2 separate regions of the Rattus norvegicus genome follow, and region 2 is linked to region 1. Evidence: chromatin contacts called from public Hi-C data. All regions are on one chromosome and are shown on one strand. Each heading gives the region's core, a stretch centred on a gene start, on an enhancer-like site or on the middle of the called end of the contact. The rest is flanking DNA. Distances are from core to core; before and after follow the strand shown. Region 1 overlaps Ttll5 (tubulin tyrosine ligase like 5). Region 2 overlaps Ttll5 (tubulin tyrosine ligase like 5).

What was found. Hi-C and Micro-C count contacts between places; a contact is called where the count stands out from the background.
Region 2: a contact with region 1 is called in a Hi-C map of the A7r5 cell line, with 2.3 times the contacts expected there. The contact joins two enhancer-like sites. A contact is called at or near these places in 6 of 12 Hi-C or Micro-C datasets (the A7r5 cell line, the Rat2 cell line, Schwann cells and 2 more).

Annotation. Positions count from the first base shown.
Region 1 is chr6:111,341,466-111,344,581 of GRCr8, reverse strand. All of the region lies in intron 29 of Ttll5 (tubulin tyrosine ligase like 5), which reads right to left. Among named protein-coding and RNA genes, the nearest start is that of Tgfb3, 110 kb to the left of the region's middle. Within about 2 kb of position 1,416, at least 17 of the 93 cell types and tissues checked have an H3K27ac peak or open chromatin away from gene starts, as enhancers often do. A contact at or near this core is called in the A7r5 cell line, where this site is marked.
Region 2 is chr6:111,398,988-111,402,103 of GRCr8, reverse strand. It overlaps Ttll5 (tubulin tyrosine ligase like 5), which reads right to left. Exons shown (of 34, transcript NM_001427290.1): 33 at 1,002-1,124. The coding sequence ends at 1,003. LOC134479235 (a long non-coding RNA gene) reads left to right here. Exons shown (of 2, transcript XR_010052292.1): 2 at 1-407. Among named protein-coding and RNA genes, the nearest start is that of Tgfb3, 56 kb to the left of the region's middle. Within about 2 kb of position 1,528, at least 11 of the 93 cell types and tissues checked have an H3K27ac peak or open chromatin away from gene starts, as enhancers often do. A contact at or near this core is called in the A7r5 cell line, where this site is marked.

The DNA.
Region 1 (3,116 bases), core at 167-2,666:
TTACCTAGGACAAGTAATTTAAACAAACAGAGAAAAATGTTAGCTAAGCTGGAATAAGAATCTTTGAAAAACTTATTCTAAATGTTACATGCAGCAGGATACCAGGCTCTTTGACTGGTTGCTGAAGAGGAGGACAGAGGGGAGGAGTAACAAAGCCTGTTACTGTTATTGCCAGGATCCCCATTCTCAGGTAGAAAGCCAAGTGTGGAGATAAAAGCGCTTACTCGGGAGCTAGGGCACCCCATGCCCACAATAGCTTGTCCTATCACAAGGAGGAATAAACTCAGCTTGTATTCTGTCAACTCTCCTAACTTTAACATCGAGGAACAGACAAATCCCCAGGATATGTGCGTGTGTGCGTGTGTATGAAAAAGCCAGAGATGGATAAAAATAATTCAATGACAAATACTGGAAAAAACACACAAAGGGGCAGAGGCCAGACATTCGTGGGATTCCCTGACAGCTCGACCCACAAGGAAGGGCTGGTCTGGAAAAAACAGGACCTCAGGTTCCTGCCAAGCTGTCTGAGGCCCCGTCCTTCCCAAATCACTCCAAGTAGCAGCCAAGACTTTATAGTAACCCTTTCAGGTCTTGCGGAAGGACTCAACGAGAAAAGCACCCTCAGCCCATCGAGTGCTCCTCACCTAGAACGTCTCCCTGATGACAAGTGGTCCAGCCATGGAAGGTTGGCAGTAGAGAGGAAAGAGACTAGCACACCTGCTCACAGCCTCAAATGATTCCCTCTGTGCCCAGAAAACAGATGATGGGAAACCCAACCTAGCTCACTAGCTGGAGAAAATCCAAAACAGCCAGGTACTAACATCTAGAGAGCAGAGATAAGGCCTGAGGAAAAGGTCATAAACTTGTGGTACCTGCATCCTGGAGTCCTGCTGGGTAATCCCACACTGGCCTTGCTTGAGGCATGCCTCAGGCTTATACACACGTGACTGCATTTGGCCCTAACAAGTCTCTCTTCTGGAGAATGGCCTGCAATTAATCTCACTTATTACCTCTGAAAAGTAACAACAGAAGAGTGGCGGGCCAAGTCCAGCTCCAGAGTGTCTAGGGAACTGCAAGCTGCATGGCCAGGTCTCAGACTGTCTGGGCAAGTTGTGGCTCTTTGCCTTCCTCTCCCACAACAAAGCCTAAGCAGGGACTCCAGACAGACCAAAGGAACCAGGGGATTTGAGGCGCTGGACTGAGCTCACACTGGCCCAATGGGAGACGACAGCCCTGAGGCTACACTTGGAGCCGTTTCCAACATCGAGGGAAGAATAAGGTTGTCTGGTGAAAACTTGTGCGATCCATGAAACGGAGAACAATAGCAACGGGGAAATGAGGAGTAACACTATCTGTGAGTCCTCGTGAGTCACTGGTTATTCATTCCTGTGGCTACCAAGTCTCCAAGTTCTCCGACAAGCTGACAAAAGCACAGCCAGCACTGGGAGTCTGTCTCTACATTTTAGCTTCGCTGGGCAGCCTAGCTCACTGAACTAGCAGACTATCAGCCTGGAATCTGTTGTTGCCATCACAGAAACCAGTGAGAGTACCTTCTATTTACTTAGCCTCCACTTCCAAGGAGATCAAAGGCAACACAAAAGCTCTCAAAACAGACCAGCTTACATGCAAGCATGCTACCCTATAAAAAGACGAAGCAACTAGCTAAGGGTCTCTTGGTGTCAAAAGCAGTATAAAACTCACATCTTTAAGCTACGACTCCCATCTTCCTTAAGCTTAGTTCCTTCTCACTACAAAGGAGGAACAAAAGACTAAGTCAATATCCAAAAATACCCTCTTCACAGGGACTTACCATGTGAAAATGAAAATCAGGATTCAGGACTGAGCAGAATGCCTCTGGCTGGGACCACAGCACAGCCCAAACTAAGACCTCAGAATTCACTCAGCACTGCTCCTGGGTGGCTGCTCCCAGGGCTCCACAGGAACTGGAACCTTCAGGTTGAGGCCCTAGCTGTCCTAGCAACCAGAGGTTACTTGGGAGCCACGGAAGACTTCCCGAGGCTCCTTAGACTGCACTGGAGTCTGGCAGCAGGCTTTATGCTTAAATAGAAGCAGATAGAGCTGTAGACCAGTAAACCAAGATGGAAAGCACAGGGAACTACACAGGGCTGCACTCTGGCTGCAGAGGCACTGAGGCAAACACAATACACCAAGTCACTGCAGGCCTGAGTCTGGCTGGGAGAAGGTCAAAGGAAATTAGGTCTCGGCTCGGACTTTGACATATCCTATCATTTTTTTCCTCTTATTTTCAACAGGTGCTACCAAGAGAAATGTCTTCAGCTATCCAGAACTTTTATTAAAACCACCCCCACCAAATATGTGAAGTGCTACAAACTCCCCCTCAAATGTGTACTCCGACATTTGTTTACAGTAAGAGAGTGCCTGTTGTCATTCACATAGACTAGCAGAGGCTGCAGCACAAATGTGTTCCACAGGACTGCTGGCTCTGCCCTGGTGTGAAAACAGAATACTGCAAACACTTGCAAGGTGAACAAAGCTGTTACGTATAAACAGCTTCCTTTCTATGACTTCTATTTCAGGAATGTGGTTACTCTGTAGATTGTAGATCAGACAACAGACTTTTCCTATGGGGAGGACTTTGTGGAGAGCGCCCAGCCTTAAAGTGCTGCAGCCTTGTTTGTCTGCAACTCTTTTGAGTTGGTTCTTCTGATCCCAACCACAATGACCATGGGAATAAGAGACACCATTCCTGGGCATGATGTAATGTGCTTATGTCACTTCCGGGACATGGTTTCTGTTTCCCAAATTAGCTCCTTAAATACTAATTCTGACACAAACAGCAACTTCAACAGTTAGGTAATTCCTCCCTCCCCAGGTCTTTCATCTTCCTTCTCAAGCTTCCAGCAAGTAGCACAGAAGAGATAACAGCTGGGATTACTGGCACAGGGTGGGGGTGGGGGTGCAGGGAGTGGGGCTGACACACTGAGACACCGGACAGCTTCATTTCAAGGGAACAGGATCCCTGTGGTCAAAGGCTTCACTCTAAGAATCACACCTTCCCACTGCTCACCACTGAGGGACCGCCGCTGCTGACTCTACACTGGTTCAGGAAATTTCATACAGACAACAGTACTTGA
Region 2 (3,116 bases), core at 279-2,778, 57 kb before region 1:
AATGAACCCTGTGGTGGATAAATAACTTTCCTTTCTCCTTTGCTCTCCTGGGGTATTTTAATGAATAATGCTTCTCAAAGAAGTTTATAAATATCCCCCAGAGGTAAGAAGAATATTGAGCTCATGGAGGTGTGCTATTAATGCCGAGCATGTGGGACTGAGTGAGGAAGAAAGGAATAATTACAGTCTTGAGGTTTCAGAGACATTTCTGGTAAGTTCTGAAGGGTATAGCTGGAGCATAACACTCAGAGCAACATTAGTGAAGCGAGGACAGTTTCACCAGGCCAAGTCCAGCAATTCCCTAACTGCATGGTCTACCCCGGGGCAGAGGGTGGGGGGAGGAGGATGGACTAAACCTTGTTTTGTTGTCAATTAACAGCTGTGTGCTGATTAAAAACTTATAACAAGTAAAACCTTTTAACAATTGTGCTCTCAACATCACCAAATTATCAATGTCACTGAAGCCTTTCCAAAATATTTTTGTTCCCTTTCCACCTCAGTATCTCAAAGCTCTACGTCTGTCCTGATAGTCAGTCTCCTTTGAGACAACTGGGTCTTCCAGCATCTCCTTTCCTATACACCCTGCCACACTTACCTGTGAACTCTGGCTGTGGCTTTAATGTTTTTGATTTGCTCCAAGAGACTCCATATGTTTAAAACAAAAGCCTCTCTCAACAGCAGAGAGTTCTTACTGCCACAGCGCCACCTTCTGGGAGGCCAGTACAGTACAGAAGCTAACTAGGCATAGCTCAGCTTTGACCCAGGTTTGAAGTAGTCATCCTTCCCTGTGTTTTATAAAGTCCCTACTTGACTGCCTTTTTTCTTTGTTGGTGCTAGGGATCTGACACAGGACTTTGTGTGTGCCAAGCATGTGTTGTACCACTGAGCTATGTCCAAGACCCTGTACTGCATTGCTTTTCTTCGCAGCTACTAAGTCCCTTGCTGCCACACAAAGTCAGAAAGTGATAAGGACAAAACCACGCTCTTATTCTTACTATTACCTTAAATTGTCCCTGACTTCACCGACTTTGATTTTCTCTGTCCTATAACTGTAGCAAGGGCTCCAGACTGTGTGGGTAAGGGTTTGGATCTTGCGAAAATAACCTGGGGAGCTTCCAAAGATCCTGAAAAAATGAAGAAAAAATCCTACTTAACATTGTATTTGATCTTGGCCCAAAGGACAAGAGGTAAACTCCCACACTGGGTTAAGGGGATCATTGTTCTCAGATGTCACCCGGCCTCCTCCTAACACCAACACCACTGTCTCTTTTCTGCTTCTGAGGGGACGAGCACCTCAGGTCTTACCTCCTGGCCCTGCAGAGAGGACTGTTCGGGGAGTTTTAATAATGGGAGTAGAAGGTAAAACCCAAGGCAAGGGGCAAGTGGGAAGGAGAAGAAAAGAACACTGGACACTAGAGCTGCTGCCCAGGAACAATGCTTATTTTATCCTAACTTCTTATGCTCAGGCCCAGCAAGGAGTGCCAGCAACCACAGAGTGTACGATGAAAATAATAATCCGATAACGAAAACAGGTCATTCCAGACCAATAACTCATATGGAAGCTAAAGTGACTTCTAGGCCCTGAGGGCGTAAACCCTGCTGGATTTACTTTATATAAAAGTAAGTCCATTTCTCTCAAGACACAAGGGAGTGGGCGGGCACAGTCATGCTGCTGTCCCCAGGAAAAGAGCAGGGAGCTACTGCACATTTCACCAGGGCTACAGACACAGGCTCAACAGGACATGCTTCTTACTTCCTGCAAATGGTATCAGTCATTGATTTTCAGGATAGCAACACCTCATCTATAACTAAAGACCAATAGAGTAAGGATGTGGGGTATGAAGAAGCTGTATTCCAGAACAGCATGCTTTTCAAAAGGTGAGGACAGAGGGTGTGGCTGCAGTATGGTAGCTGACCTCAGCTTGCCTTCTTGGCTGTTGTAGTTCACCATATGCACTTCAGAGCCCAAGAAGGAGCACCATGGTTATAAAGAAGGCAGCCAATGAGTTTGGCTTCTGGCCAAGGGCCCTCACTCCAGCCTCCTTCTCAGATTTCCAAACCTACTGACTCTTTCCCCTCCTTTCATTGCAAACTTGGATATAAGGCCAGAGGTAGGGAAGTCAAGGAAGATAACAGGCAGCATTTCTTCCGGGCACTGAGGGGGCTGCTATTCACCTAACGTGCAGGTTTGGAAGAATGCAATTAGCCCACCATCAGCAGTAAAGGGCTCAGCTGTTTTACAACTCAGGGAGTGGGGTTAGCCACTATCTTGCTATCTGCAAAGTCACAGAGCTTAAAGTAGGGTTAGCCATTAGCCAGGTAGAAGAGAAGGGTTAAGAGCCAGGAAACAGTCATGAGCTCTATTTATGGATCTGTTAACTGTACGAGACAGAGGCTAACGGTATTTGGAAGACAGCTGAGGAGAGTAATATGGCATTATTATGTTCTCTCTTGGTTGGCCTCCTTCCCTCCCCAACCCCCTTCCTTCTGGGCTTAAGTAGCCCCATCTCCTTCACACAGAGCATCCTTCTGAAACACTAGAACAGCATTTACATCTCACGGCTGCAGAAATCACAAGCTGCATGGCAGTTACTCACTAGCAGCTGTCAGTGCCACGTGTGCCGGGAACTCACACTGTCAGCTTTTACTAGTTCCTTCACTTCATCTCTTTAGCATCAAGAATACCAGAAAAGTCACAGGCAACAAATCCAAGAAAAGGCAGAGCTGGAGGCAGTGGGTGACACAAGCCCTGAGTGTGCTGGGTGAGCAAGGCCGTTACCTAAGGTGGAAGCTGGGAAATGGCCAATGGAGAAGATAACTGCTTGATCTGTGGTTTATGCCGATACCAAATACAGGAGAACTTTGACAAGAGCTTCTAAATAAGTCATCAAGGGCCACCAGGCTGCTGCAATCCTGACCCCCTTGGTCCTTCACAGTTCTAATTCCCTTAGCCAGACGGCACACGGAGTTCAACTCCACATGGTTCAATTAGACATGCATAGAAGGTAGCTGGGTTTCCTAGGCCTTGCACACATCTCTAGCTTAAGGCTTGTGGAGAGGAAGGGAGTGCTAAGAGCTGTGACCTGGGGCAACTTCAAACCTGGCCGTGATTCTCA